Linked DNA regions of Hordeum vulgare: region 1 is linked to region 2. The links are chromatin contacts, called in public Hi-C maps. All regions are on one chromosome and are shown on one strand. The core of a region is the stretch at or near the end of the contact, and the rest is flanking DNA. Distances in the headings are between cores, read along the strand shown. Region 1 holds the start of LOC123442780 (probable uridine nucleosidase 2). Region 2 holds the start of LOC123442777 (cysteine synthase-like).

Region 1 (6,730 bases), core at 2,005-4,504, 190 kb after region 2:
CAACCGTGCTTCCTCTATGACCGTGGGGTCAGACTCCGGGTTCGCTAACCCCGCGCCCTCGGAAGCTCCACGCCTTCCTCCCCGTCCACGTCTGCCGTCACTGCGTCACCTGCCCCTTCCCCGACCTCAGGCGCGGCCTCACGCGCACACGGCGCCTCAACTCCTGGCACGGCCGGATCCTCTGTTGCCTCACCCTCCTCCATCGAGGTCAGCTCGTCTTCACCACCTTCACTGCCGCGGTATCAGAGTCACCGCCTCGTCCTATGACACGGGCTAGGGTCGACATCCATCGTCCGAGCCTACGGTACTATAGCGATGAATATCTCCTTGTTCCGTCCACCTCTAAGCCATCACCACTTCCCGCCTCTGTGCAGGCAGCCCTCCGTGATCCTCACTGGCTCACTGCGACGGAGGACGAGTTCGACGCTCTTCAGCAGATCCGCACTTGGACATTGGTTCCCTGGCCTCCTCGCACCAACATCATCAGCGACAGGTGGGTCTTTTGCCACAAGACTCACTCGGATGGCACTCTTGAGCACTACAAGGCTCGCTGGGTGGTCCGCGGTTTTCGTCAGCGCGCAGGAGTTGACTTCATCGAGACGTTTGCACCGTTTGTCAAATGAGGCACGATCCGCACCTTTCTGTAGCTAACGGTCACTTGTGGCTGGCATGTTCATCAGATGGATGTCTCCAACGCCTTTCTTCATGGTCACCTTCTCGAGAAGGTCTACTGTGAGCAACCCACATGTTTCGTCGACGCCACTCATCCTGGTCATGTGCGCTTGCTGCCTCGATCTCTTTACGGCCTTAAGCAAGCTCCTCACGCTTGATACTAGCATATTGCTACTGCGACAACAGACCTTCCCTGGCAACGGCGCCAGGAATCCTGCTGCTACGGCTACGCCTATAGGGACTTCCTTGGCAAATATGCAAAGGATTTCCCCGCGGCCTTGGAGCATTGCATTGGTGTTCCCTTGAAGAGGAAAGGGTGATGTAGCACAGCGGCGGTAAGTATTTCCCTCATTTTGAGAACCAAGGTATCAATCTAGTAGGAGGAGCGTTCAAGTCACAAGTACCTGCACAAACACAAAGAGCTTGCACCCAACACTATGAAGGGGTTGTCAATCCCTTATAGATTGTTTGCAAAGTGAGAACTGAAAGCAACAAAGTAAACAAAGCAAAGTAAAAGTGAAAGTGGAGACGATAGTTGTGAATAGGGCAGGGGAGCGCCAGGGAGGCCACAAGCCTGGTTGCCGCGGGGCCCCCTGGCCGCGACAACAGGGCTTGTGGGCTCCCTGTGGGTCCACTGCCTTGGCCCTCAAGCCTCCTGATCTTCTTCCGTTCTGGACAAATTTATTTCGGGGATTTTATTCCGTTTGGACTCCGTTCCAAAATTAGATCTGAAAAGAGTCAAAAACACAGAAAAAACAGGAACTGGCACTTGGCACTGAATTAATAAGTTAGTCCCAAAAAAGATATAAAAGGTAAACAAAACATCCAAAGTTGACAAGATAACAGCGTGAAACCATCAAAAATTATAGATACGTTTGAGACGTATCACATATCGCTGGCTTTCTACAAACACTGGGCTTCCATGTTACTTGCTCGGATGCCTCATTATTCGTTCTTCATCATGGCGACACGACTGCTTACTTGCTGCTCTACATCGACGACATCATCATGACGGCCTCCTCTACAACCCTTCTTTAGCAGATTACTCTACGCTTGTGTGACAAGTTCGCCATCAAGGATTTGGGTTCTCTTCATTACTTCATTGGTATTGAGGTCGTTCGGTGACCCGACGACTTCTCTCTTCATCAACAGAAGTATGCGTATGAGCTGCTTGAGCGCGTCGGTATGTTCAACTGTCATCCTGCCGCTACTCCTATTGACACGAAGGCCAAGGTCTCTGCTTAGGAGGGTTCACTGGCGTCGGATGCCCCGTTCTACCGCTCCATTGTTGGTGCTCTTCAGTATTTGACGCTCACCACACCAGACTTGCAGTATGTTGTGCATCAGGTGTGCCTCCATATGCACGACCCTCGTGACTCCCACTGGACGCTCGCGAAACGGATTCTTCGCTATATCCGCGGCACGATGTCCCTCAGACTCATTCTCACGGCGTCTCCCTCTATGGTTCTGGTGGCTTACTCTCATGCTGATTGGGTATGCTGTCCCGACACAAGTCGCTCCAGGCCCGGCTACTGCGTCTACCTCGGTCCCTCACTCGTCTCGTGGTCGTCGAAACGACAACCCACGGTATCGCGCTCTAGCGCGGAGGGTGAGTACCGAATGGTGGCTAATACAGTTGTTGAGTGCTCATGGCTTCAACAGCTACTTCAGGAGTTGCATCACGGTATCACTAAGGCCACGGTCGTCTATTGTGACAACGTCTCCGCTGTGTATCTTTCCGCCAACCCCGTTCATCATCGCCGGACGAAGCACATCGAGCTTGATATCCACTTTGTGCGTGAACATGTCGCCCTTGGTTACATTTGAGTTCTTCATGTTCCGACCGCACAACAGTTCGCCGATGTGATGACTAAGGAATTGCCTACTTCCACCTTCGAGGAGTTCCGTTTCAGTCTCTGTGTCTCTGGCGACGCTTCGACTGCGGGGTGGGGGGGGGTGAATATATATTTGTGCATGTATATTGTGTCGTAGGCCCACCTCCTAGTTCCTTGTACAATTGTGGTTGATGCCCATCTTGTACCTTATATATATGAGCCTAGTGCACCCAATCAATATCGAGAGTTGCACAACACAAACCTAAGTCTCTAAACCCTGACTATATAGGACGACCGCGAATCGACGGACAGTGACGTGAATTCGTCCCGCTGCTTTTTCAAAGACGCGCCTTCGCTCCCGCCATCTCCCTACAGAACGCCGCGTTCCCCTTCCCAGCATCGGCCCAACCCGACTCGCTAGAAACTGTCGATCCGACCGTTCCTAACGGACCTGGCAGAGCACTACTTTAAGGTTCCTGCAGGCTAAAAATTATATACAGATCCAGCAACCAAACGAACCATTTTCTTCCCCATGAGCGTGGTTGAGACTAACGCAGGTAACGAACGCGCCTAAAAAGAATCTGATGTCACACTTTCAGCATTTGCAAAAATATTAGATTGTGCATGTCTGATGTGTACCCCTCTCCTGAAAAAAAGGCCTATACAGTGCTTAAAAACAGGGAAATGTTGGTGACAAGGTTGTCCATCGGAACCGTGGGTTTGACGTGGGTTGGGGCCCCGTGGATCTGCAACAGCCTCGCCTTTTGGGATATACCGCCGTAAAGGTGAGGATCGCCGCCCTCTCTCTCTCTCTCTCAAGTTGAGCTAGCCGCCTGTGAGTGTGAGCGAGACGTGTACACATCTTCTTCTCCACCTCGCTCGATCCGCCCGCGCAACCGACGCCGCCCCGATCGATCCCCGGGATCCATGTCCATGGCCGCCGTCACCAAGAAGAAGAAGGTCATCATCGACACCGACCCAGGGATCGGTCCGTACCCACCCGTCCCTCGTTCCTCCTCCCCCGTGTTTTGTCGATCTATCCTATTCCTATCCCACCCCCTAACCAATCTCGCATTCTTCGCAAACTCGCGGTGGGGTTGATGAACCGCAGACGACGCCATGGCCATCTTCGCGGCGCTGAGGTCGCCGGAGCTGGAGGTGGTTGGCCTCACCACCATCTTCGGCAACGTCTACACCGCCCTCGCCACCCGCAACGCGCTGCACCTCGTCGGTCCACTCCACTCCCCCGCGCTCGACTTTCCGTTCTCACCAATGGGTCTTTCCGATGCTAATCGAACCGATCTCTAGCTCGATTTCAGCTGGAGACCGCTGGGAGGACCGACATCCCCGTCGCGGAGGGGTCCCATGTAACAATCAAGGTACCCTCAATCCATTGCATCATGTATGTATCAATGTATCTGTGTTTGTTTGTCTGTACGGCGTCTCATTCAGTCAAAATCTGTGGCATCTCGATCGATCAAGTGTTTGCTGACTTGGACTGAATGTCTGTGCGCTCCACCATGAATGAAATTCAGAAAGCCACCAAGCTACGGATTGCCAGCTTCGTCCACGGTTCGGATGGCCTCGGCAACCAGAACTTCCCTCCGCCGGCCGGCAAGGCGGTGGACCAGTCCGCCGCCGCCTTCCTTGTCGAGCAGGCGAACCTCTACCCCGGACAAGTAACCGTCGTCGCCCTCGGCCCCCTCACCAACCTTGCGCTGGCCGTCGAGCTTGACCCTTCTTTCCCCAAGAAGATTGGGCAGATCATTATCCTGGGTGGTGCTTATTCGGTTAATGGGAATGTCAATCCTGCAGCTGAGGCAAATGTGAGTCAGTCCTATCAGATTCAGTGGCATGCTTCCTGTTGAATTTGGAGAACAATGCAAGCTTAGTGTCGCTAGCTTCGTGTTTTGGAGCATCGGTTTACATATTCGAAGCCGCAACTCCGGTAATTCATCACCTTGACTTCACTGGTTAATTGGCTATCTTTACTAACAGGTATTTGGCGATCCTGATGCGGCTGATATAGTTTTTACCTGCGGTGCGGATATTTTGGCCATCGGAATTAACATTACGCACCAAGTTATCCTTTCTGGTAATTCTCTTGCTGTCTAGAGCTGTTACTATACCCTGTTACTTTTGAAACCTTGTTATATATCAGAGCTGAAAACAGCAAAATGATGCTATTTGTGGTTTTCACACATAGAAGGATATATTCTTCTTTCCTCGTGATTACATGTATTGACCTGCCTGTGTTTGCTACAGTTAATCATACAGTGCTTGACAGCAACAGTACGAACGCTTGGTTAATAACATAGGGCATGCATCTGGTTCTAGTTGTTTTACCAACTATCCACAATGCTTGGTTAGAAGATTTCTTTTTGAAGATTAAAGACACATATTTTGAAACCGAGTCCTTTGTTCGCTTGGAGCTACATATATGTAACTAGCACTCTGTTTTCATTGGTACCCTTTCAACTAAAAGGTAACCATGGGAGTAACAGATAATTAGGTTGCATAGATGTGTCACATCTTGTTGAATGGATCTACATATGATATTCACAGTTGCCATGTATTGGAACACATCTGGTTCAATGGGTCTACGTATGATATTCACAGTTGCCCTGTATTGGAACACAATCGCATTTTGACACGTCGTTTTTCAATGCAGATGTTGACCGGAAGAAGCTTGAACAGTCCGATAGCAAATATGCTCGCTACTTAAGCAAGATACTGGGTCTTTATTATGATTATCACATGGACGCATACTCCACTACAGGTCAGTATGAAAACAGTCAGTCAGTACACTTAACTTGGGTGGATCAGCAGTATACACACTTGATGATGAGAAGCCGAACAATTAAAGGGACTTGAATGACTTATTTTGTGAGTATGATGAAATGGTTGCAGGAGTATATCTTCATGATCCCACAACTCTTCTTGCCGCCGTAGATCCATCGCTGATGACTTACACGGAGGGAGTCGTGAGGGTTCAGACAGATGGAATCACAAAGGGTCTCACGGTTTTCGACAATACCAAGAAAACGTATGGTGAGATAACAGAGTGGTGTGGTAAGCCAACCGTGAAGGTTGCTGTCACAGTCGATGCCCCTGCTGTCGTGGAGCTCATTATGCAGAGGCTTCTCACGGATGATTGAAACATTTCGTTTGCAATACTGCACTCAAGATTCAAGAACATATTTGTCAATGTTGGATTATACCTTTTGGGAATGAAATCAACTACGTGCCTCTTCTTTTGTAGTTCAATACTTGAACATTTACACTTGTAGTGCAACACTTGAACATTTACACTTGTAGTTCAACACTTGAACATTTTACACTTCAGGCATAAGGACCAGATTGTAGTCCATTTTCACTTCAGTTCTCAATGCACTACTGAATCAATTGTTTGGTGTATAACTTCCAATGCCATGCTATCATCAAGAGTACTATATATGGCAATCTGATCCATCATATGTGTTTTAGCACTAAACAGTTCCCCAAAATTGAGCATATGATACATAATAGTTCAGGGTATACATATATTTCACATGCTTCCCAAACAAAACAGAAACATAACTATATCTCATCACAATGGCTTCTGACACGCTAAGCTTTCAAGCTACATGTTGCGTCCAATAAGCACCGCACCCAGCAAAGCCCAAAGCTGAATCCACCACAAATTGCTTGGAATTCCAGGGGTGTTCTTCGTGTTGGCAGAGCTCATGATGTCAAATCTCCAACGGTTGCACTTATTCTGCATCAATGCCTAGAATTCTCCTCAGATACTCCATTTGCTCAGTCTCGCCTTGAAGCTCCTCCCACTGTGATTGTCAGGGAAAATAAACTCTTAATATGATAAATATTTTCACCTATTCAGGGAACTAAGAAAATTAATGCTGAAATCCAAGTCAAGGGTCAAATGTCCTTAGAGTTCATATGAGTTCACAAAATGCAGAACAAGGACATTATTTGCCTGTACAAGCACGTGTGAGTTCATTACAGATAAACATGAATAATAGAGAGAAGCCTTTTCTTTTGGAAAATAAAACAAAACAAGACATTAATTTTAGTCGGTGGCATATGAAATGCTGGAAAATATGGCACGCTATGGAGAAGTTGTGAATTTCCTTTGCGAAACACAACAGATTAATTAATATGACACACAAATGATTGTCAAGGAAAACAAACTCTTAATATATTATCACAGTAAGTCTTAGAAA
Region 2 (7,168 bases), core at 3,036-5,535:
ATCCTCCCCTCCCCGGTACGGCGGCGCGGCAGGGGCGAGGGGGACCCGGATCTCCGGCGCGGGCGAATCGTACGAATCGTCGGCCACGGCGGCGGATCCGAATCGCCGCGCTCGCTGCTGGAGCAGAGTCGAGTCGACGGCTCAGCTCCCCTCCCCTCCGCTCCTCTCCTGGATGGAGCGGGTAGGCTTCTCTCTGCGTCTCGTCGGCGGGGCCGGGGATCCGCCGCCTGCTGGCTTGGCTCGGTCTCCGTCGGTCGGTCGCCGCCGCGGTTGCTTGGCTCGAGGAGACGTGGGTGGGAGAGGGGGGGTGGGGTGGAAGGAAGCAACGAACCAACCTAACTGCAACTGCTCATCATTCGTTGCTTCTTCTCTTTCTTTCCTTCTCTACGTGCCAACGACCCGGAACAAAATTGCTCTGCCATAATAGTGCCATACTAGTTCATTTCACTTATTTTTTATATATATAATTTTTTCCCGTATTAGCAGCAATTTATTGTATTCATTATTAGCAATCTATTTCACTTATTACACTGCAGATTGAAAAAAACATGCTATCATTTCCTTATTATTATGTCACAAAACAATGAAATTACGAGCACCAACCAGACCTCGAGATAAACCCAGCTCGGAAAAAAAAAACATCAAACATTTCAAATTTCAATGTATATAACCGGCCTGAATTTTGCTTTGGGCGAGCGAGCGAGTGAGTGGGTGAGCGTTGCTCATACAAAAAAAAAAAGAGAGGTATAACTGCTTCCTTACAACCATGCGTATCATCATCGTATATCAATCGACACCAGGAATATCATCATCGTATATCAATCGACACCAGCAAAATGCGAGCGGGCTCCGAAGAAGAACGGGCGTAAGGTCGAGCGTTCGTTCGTTTCCATGCCCGCCTTATTCTTATTCGGTTCGACGGAGAGGAAGATGCAGCAGAAAAAAAGGCTTCTTTGCCGGGCGCGGAAATGGCCCTTCACGCTTCGGCCTCCATCTTCTCGCACTCTTCCCTGATGGACTGGAACAGCACCGACGACAGGTACCTCTCGCCGAAGCTCGGGAACACCACCTGTTTGTCGCGCGCACAGAAACAGGCAACAATGTCGGTGCCATCGTCATTGGATGTTTTCAGGAGAAGAATTCTATGAGCTTGTAAGATTAGCGGTACTTACCACTATCAGCTTCCCGGCGTTCTCGGGTCTCTGGGCGACCTTTATGGCAGCGGCCGCGGCTGCCCCAGACGAGATCCCGACCTGCACAACATACATTCGTATATAGGTTCAGGATTGCTGATCTCTGATTCATAGACGACTGACTGACTGACTGACGGGAGAAACAAAAAATGCAGGCTTCCTACTGCTTATTAACCACTACATACGAGGAACAGAACAACCATACATATGAACAAGTGGTTTATGATTTTTGCAACAATGAGATTATGTGGTGGTCTCCTACGCCCTGGCCCCACATGAGATTATGTGGATACGATGGAACACCAAACAAACAACAGCTGTCCTTCTGAGGTACCACCTGCCCACCAAGGCTAACCTCCTCCTCCTCGTGCCCAGTAGTACTGAAACCACACCTCATGGTGCTCAGTTTTAGTGCTACTAAGCCTAAAATCTTGCGATTCCAAAGTCTGTCTCCACAACTCCAACTAGCACTATGATGCACCATAGAAAAATTGTATGGGACGCATCATACATTTAGCAACACTATGATGGGAGAAATGAACAAATAAACTGGCTCAAACATGCTGCCTATAAAAAAACACCATTTCTAGTCTAGATCTACAGAGAAGGCTGCCAGGTGCTTACACTTAAATAGCAAGGGGGGAAACAGACATTGACTAGCATGATGTGTGTCATGATTCGCCTGCTTTTTTTAAGCATATAAACATTTGCAACTAAAAGACGATATCTCAACACGCATCAACGTATTGAACACACAAAAATTGCATCAACATGTGAAATTACAATACCAGCAATCCTTCCTGAAGAGCCAACTGCTTTGCTGTCTCAACAGCCTCATCGCTTGATATCTAGAACATAAGCAGAACGTGGTCAGAGATAACTATAAGAAAAGAAAACCCAGCAGTAATAGCCCCCTAAGAAAGTAGTACCACACAGCCCTAACAGCTTCACTGTACCAAGCCGAGCAAAAGGAGGGATGATCTACTCATGCAAGGACAACATCCACAGAACCGAAGACGTAACCACAGTAGAACTAGCATATGCAATTGCACTTGTATAACTACGTAGAACTAGCATCATAGAACTATCAGCCTATGGTGAGAACTGAGACGTTAAGAAAATACAGTGAAATGGAATAACAGGCACAATTCAGCTGAATTCAAGAAAGAAACTACAACCTTCATGTCTTGCTTTTATTCTAAAAAAGGTGAAATATACCAACGGACAGAAAAAACTCTGACCTCAATTACTTCATTGAGAACATCACTGTCCAAATTCCTAGGAACAAATCCTGCTCCAATGCCTTGAATCTTATGTGGGCCTATACAAGCGGATAACAGTTGTAAGGCAAAGAACATAAGCTTGACAAGCTCAAAGGAAGTATGTCTTTCTTCAATGGAAAACTCAAAGGAAATATTTTTCTGATAGCAAACATACCAGGTTTACCACCAGAGAGTATGTTGCTTTCAGTAGGTTCAACACCAATAACCTAGAAAAAGAAAACCGTATGAGCACTATATGGTGCATATAACAGGGTACATTTTATTTGGGTGGAATTTGAAGAAACCTTGACGTCGGGATTTTTCTCCTTCAGGAAACGACCAGTACCAGATATTGTTCCGCCCGTTCCAATTCCACCAATGAATATATCAACCTTTCCTTTTGAATCCTCCCAGATTTCAGGCCCAGTAGTCTCATAGTGTACCTGATGGGAAATGAAGAAAGATACGCATCAGCCTCAAGTAGGTTAGAAACATAGTGCACACATAGATAGAGACACAAAGTTAATTCTCCTTGTTACCTTTGGGTTGGCAGGGTTGTCAAACTGCTCAAGCATGTATGAATTGGGTGTCTTATTTAAGATCTCTGTAGCCTTATCTAGGGCCCCTTTCATCCCTTTTGCAGCATCTGTAAGCACAAGTTCAGCGCCAAAAGCCTTGAGCAGAACTCTCCTCTCCATGCTCATTGATGTGGGCATTGTCAGTATCAACTTATATCCCCTGGAAGCAGCAATGAAAGCAAGACCAATGCCTGTGTTTCCACTTGTTGCTTCAACCAAAACACTCTGAGAGCAGAGAACATAGGTAAGTTAGCATATGCATATATTGTTACCGAGTACCCTTCCCTTGTTAGTAATTGCTAGGAAAGGGATAGGACATGATAAGGACGGCAGCAAGCATGTAAGCACACAAACAGAAGACGCCTCACCTTTCCGGGTGTTATCAAGCCCTTCTCTTCAGCGTCGGAAATCATACTGATACCTATCCTGAAGCATAAATCGGTTGGGAGCTGCTTAGCTGGTGGGTCCATCAGGGGAAGGAAACGACCTCAACATTGAAACGAGGAGGACAACAAGAATTGTAATGCAACCTGTCCTTGACACTGCAACAGGGCTCCATAATCTCGAGCTTGGCGGCGACGTTGGCGACGCAGCCCTTGACGATCCTGTTGAGATACACCATGGGCGTCTTGCCGATGAGCTGCGATAAAAATTCAACAAGGAGCTATCATTTTCCTGAGACAGGCAGCTTGAATCCTGAGGCCGATGATGTTTTGCTTTCTTGCTAAAGGATTTGTCCGTGCGGAACTAGGATGGTTTGAGATACGATGGAAGAAGGATGCCGCAGGGTCAAACTAGAGAGTAGATCTTTACTGGCTCAGGGGTTTGTGGCATCGGTGAGCTCTGGGTAGCGGCAATCCTACCAACCCCCGCTACTCCTGGCTGGGCACACACTGGAAATGGAGGGATTGAAGTGGAGGCAGCGGGTAGACGGTGCTGGTTGCCTACCTGGGTGACGTCGTCGGCGATGTTGAGGCCCTCGACCTCGGTGGCGAGGGCATGGCGCCTCCACGAGGGGGAGGCGGCGGGGGCGTTGACGGCGAGGAGGGAGGAGCCGGCGGGGAATCTGCGGGCGAGAGGCGGCGGGAGGACGGCCGGCCGCGCCTGCGCCGGGCGGGCGGCCGGGAAGCCGAGCTGGGCCTGGGCGGCGGCGGCGACGGGCGATGGTGTCCACGACGCCATTGTTCCTTTCCCCCAAGGAGATTCTTGCTTCGCTGGGTGTGATGGCGTCGTGTGCCCTCTGGGACTCCGAGGGGATGATGGATGGACGTTGGATACGGGCCTCTTTTCGTCGCGATGGATGGATGGATGTATTCGGACCTGGAGACGGTGTTAGTTCATTCGTCAGCCATCGCGCACGAAATATCTCTGCTAATTCCAAAACCTGGCTCCACTTGGAATTTTGGAATGTCGTTTTTATGCAACCCTGTAACATTTTACACTTGTATTCCCTCCGTTCTTAAACATAAGTTATTTTAGAGATTTTATTAAATCTACTCCCTCCGTTCCTAAATATAAGTTTTAAAAAAAATCATTAAAAAACTATATACGAAATAAAATGAATAAATCTATATTTTAAAATATGTCTATATCTATCCGTATGTAGTCCCTAATGAAACCGCTAGAAAGACTTATATTTAGAAACGAAGGGAGTACATACGAAACAAAATGAATAAATTTATATTCTAAAACATGTCTATATACATTCGTATGTAGTTTATATTGAAATGTCTAAAAAGACTTATATTTAGAAACGGAGGGAGTATTATATCAGTCTCCAACCGAATACATGTCCCAGGGTTGTATTTCCATTCCGCTTCTAGCTTACGCTTGGAATGTTTTTTTTCTGTGTAACTTCCCATCAGTTTCATTCCACTGTTCAAATATGCATGGCACTTAAATGTATAGCTTTTCAACAGCTTCAAATATGCATGTCATTCAAATGTATAGCTTTTTAACAACACATACTTTTTAATACACATGTACACAGACTTTTCAACAACACGGACTACACTTCCACATAAATTGCACATGTATAAAATGAGCTAAAATTTTAATTTACATAATAGTACAACAACATAAAAAAAAGATAATATTTTTCCAATCATCCATTTGAATATCCTACCTCCGTCACGGTTTAGAAGGCACGGTTAAACTTACGTGCATTTTCATAATAGTCAAGGTTTAAAGCGCATTGTATTTACTCCTAGCAGCTAATTAGTACTCCATTGTACTCCATTGTACTACTTTTATGTGCATGCGTAGTGTGAATGTTATTTTTTATCCCATCTCACAGCCAATCAATAACCACCTAAGTTACAGAAAATTTTCAAACATGTCTTCCAAAGAAACATTAGTTATGTAAGAACATTCTGTGCTATTTGAATGATACCAACCACACATGTCAAGAACAACCATGTATGTCAAAAAGATTAGCACAAAATCATGAACTACCAAGGGGAGCCAGGTGATACAAGATAGCCATAGCATGTCACTAAATTAAAAAAATATATCAAGAAACACCAATATGAAGAAACAACATGACAGCAATATAAACAACATCTTAAATAAGAAAAGATGCTCTAGACAAGAGTAGTTCTATATGATTTTGAATGCAAAACTGATAGCTCCAATAATTGCATGTTCTCAGCATAGGTCTATTATGGATAATAACACACATGTCCAGAATATTATGTTGCTCCCTCCCACTGGCAGAGCCTCGTGGAGGCCAAAGGCACTCCAGGAGCAAGCAAGGTATCCTTCACCTAATGGAAATAAAAGGAGCAATGACAATACCTATGATGAGAGCACCAAATTGATTGAAAGAATACTTGTAATGCCCTAGATGTAACCTTGCCATATTTGGAAACCTTTCATGTTTGGATCCATGTGGTCATGTTATATGAGAGTTGTCATTTCATGTGGGAATTTCATGTCTTCTCCTTTGCATCATACCATTCATTGCATTCATGCCATTTCTTGTATTGTTGTTGTTGATCCATATGTGTGGTGTGATGAGTGCATGTGGTGTGTGATGATGTGGTGTTTGCGAGCTTGGGTTTCAAACTATGTTAGTTTTCAAACTAGATTCCAAAAGGCCCCTTCTTCTTTATTCTTTTGAGCTCATGTTTTACTTGATCCATTCCTGTTTTAAAAATGTAGATCATTTAGTGCCTTTTCTTGTGGATGTGGGGGTGTGGCTAGGGAATTTTAAAACTTTGCTTAAATGGGGTTTTATTTACAAAACAGATTAAATTAATTCTGTTTTGTAAATATTTTATTGCTCCAAAAAACATCTTTGTATTTTATTTAATTGGGTCATAATTCCCCAGGGGATTTATCTTGTGTATTTGTTTTAAATGGAAAAACCCTTTGGGTTTTTTCTTTCTTTCTATCTGGCGCCAGCAGTGGGCTTCCTCCTTCCCAGGCCCAGAGTTCCTTCCCTCGCGCGCAGCAGCCCATCTTCCCCGTTCCTCTCTTCTTCTCTGACAGCGTTGTCTTCCTCGCCTGCTTTCCGTCAGGTCCCGAGAGAGAGAGAGAGCGCGCGCCGTCGTCTCACGGACGTCGAGGTCGTCCTATTTAGTGCCTCCCGCTTCGCTAGTGTGCCTAGGGTTCCTCCTCGCCGCCGCCACCCCTCGTTCCCATCTCTCTCCCTCTCCCTCGACACGTAAGTCCAGAGAGCAGAGAGTTCAGAGAAGTCGCCGCCGACGATCCCGCGTTCCCCTCGTCGCCGACAGCCTCTCCCCACGGCGTCCGAGGCGTCTGCGAGCATGGGGCATCTCCCGCCGTTCCATTCCCGTCGCTATAGGGGTGGTTCCCCCTCACTAGCACTCCCTCGGCGGCGGCTCCGTCAGGCTAGAGTAGCACGTTGTCGATCCCACGCCTCTTCGTCCCCTTCTTCCTCTCCGACGTGCCTTCCTCCTCTCCTCGACGCGTAGGGTGAGCAAGATCTCGTTCCCTTCCTTTCCCTCCTCCTAGCGTAGGTCGCCGTAGCTCTCTGTTGTCACCGCCGTCGCCATAGTAGGTGCTCGTGGAGCCGTAGATGTGGTGCGCCTCCCGGTGAGCTCCGGCCAGGAATGGATCCTTCGATGATCCCTCTTCCTCCCCGCAAGTTCTCCCTTGCCAATTTTGCGCG

What was found. A called contact is a pair of places that touch in the nucleus more often than the background predicts.
Region 1: a Hi-C map of leaf shows a contact between it and region 2, with 7 times the contacts expected there. The contact joins the promoter of LOC123442780 here to the promoter of LOC123442777 in region 2. A contact is called at or near these places in 4 of 6 Hi-C or Micro-C datasets (leaf and seedling) and 1 of 1 datasets of contacts at active chromatin or transcription factors (embryo).

Annotation. Positions count from the first base shown.
Region 1 is chr3H:30,361,740-30,368,469 of MorexV3_pseudomolecules_assembly, forward strand. It overlaps LOC123442780 (probable uridine nucleosidase 2), which reads left to right and starts at 3,255. Exons shown (of 7, transcript XM_045118914.1): 1 at 3,255-3,495; 2 at 3,619-3,734; 3 at 3,827-3,886; 4 at 4,043-4,333; 5 at 4,506-4,602; 6 at 5,179-5,286; 7 at 5,418-5,888. The coding sequence starts at 3,435. The coding sequence ends at 5,665. It overlaps LOC123442779 (RAP domain-containing protein, chloroplastic), which reads right to left. Exons shown (of 3, transcript XM_045118913.1): 3 at 5,943-6,331. The coding sequence ends at 6,260.
Region 2 is chr3H:30,169,447-30,176,614 of MorexV3_pseudomolecules_assembly, forward strand. It overlaps LOC123442777 (cysteine synthase-like), which reads right to left and starts at 4,286. Exons shown (of 10, transcript XM_045118910.1): 1 at 3,982-4,286; 2 at 3,564-3,673; 3 at 3,402-3,459; 4 at 2,995-3,258; 5 at 2,761-2,898; 6 at 2,631-2,682; 7 at 2,435-2,514; 8 at 1,982-2,041; 9 at 1,173-1,253; 10 at 629-1,069. The coding sequence starts at 4,215. The coding sequence ends at 977. It overlaps LOC123441429, which reads right to left and starts at 325. Exons shown (of 13, transcript XM_045117869.1): 1 at 1-325.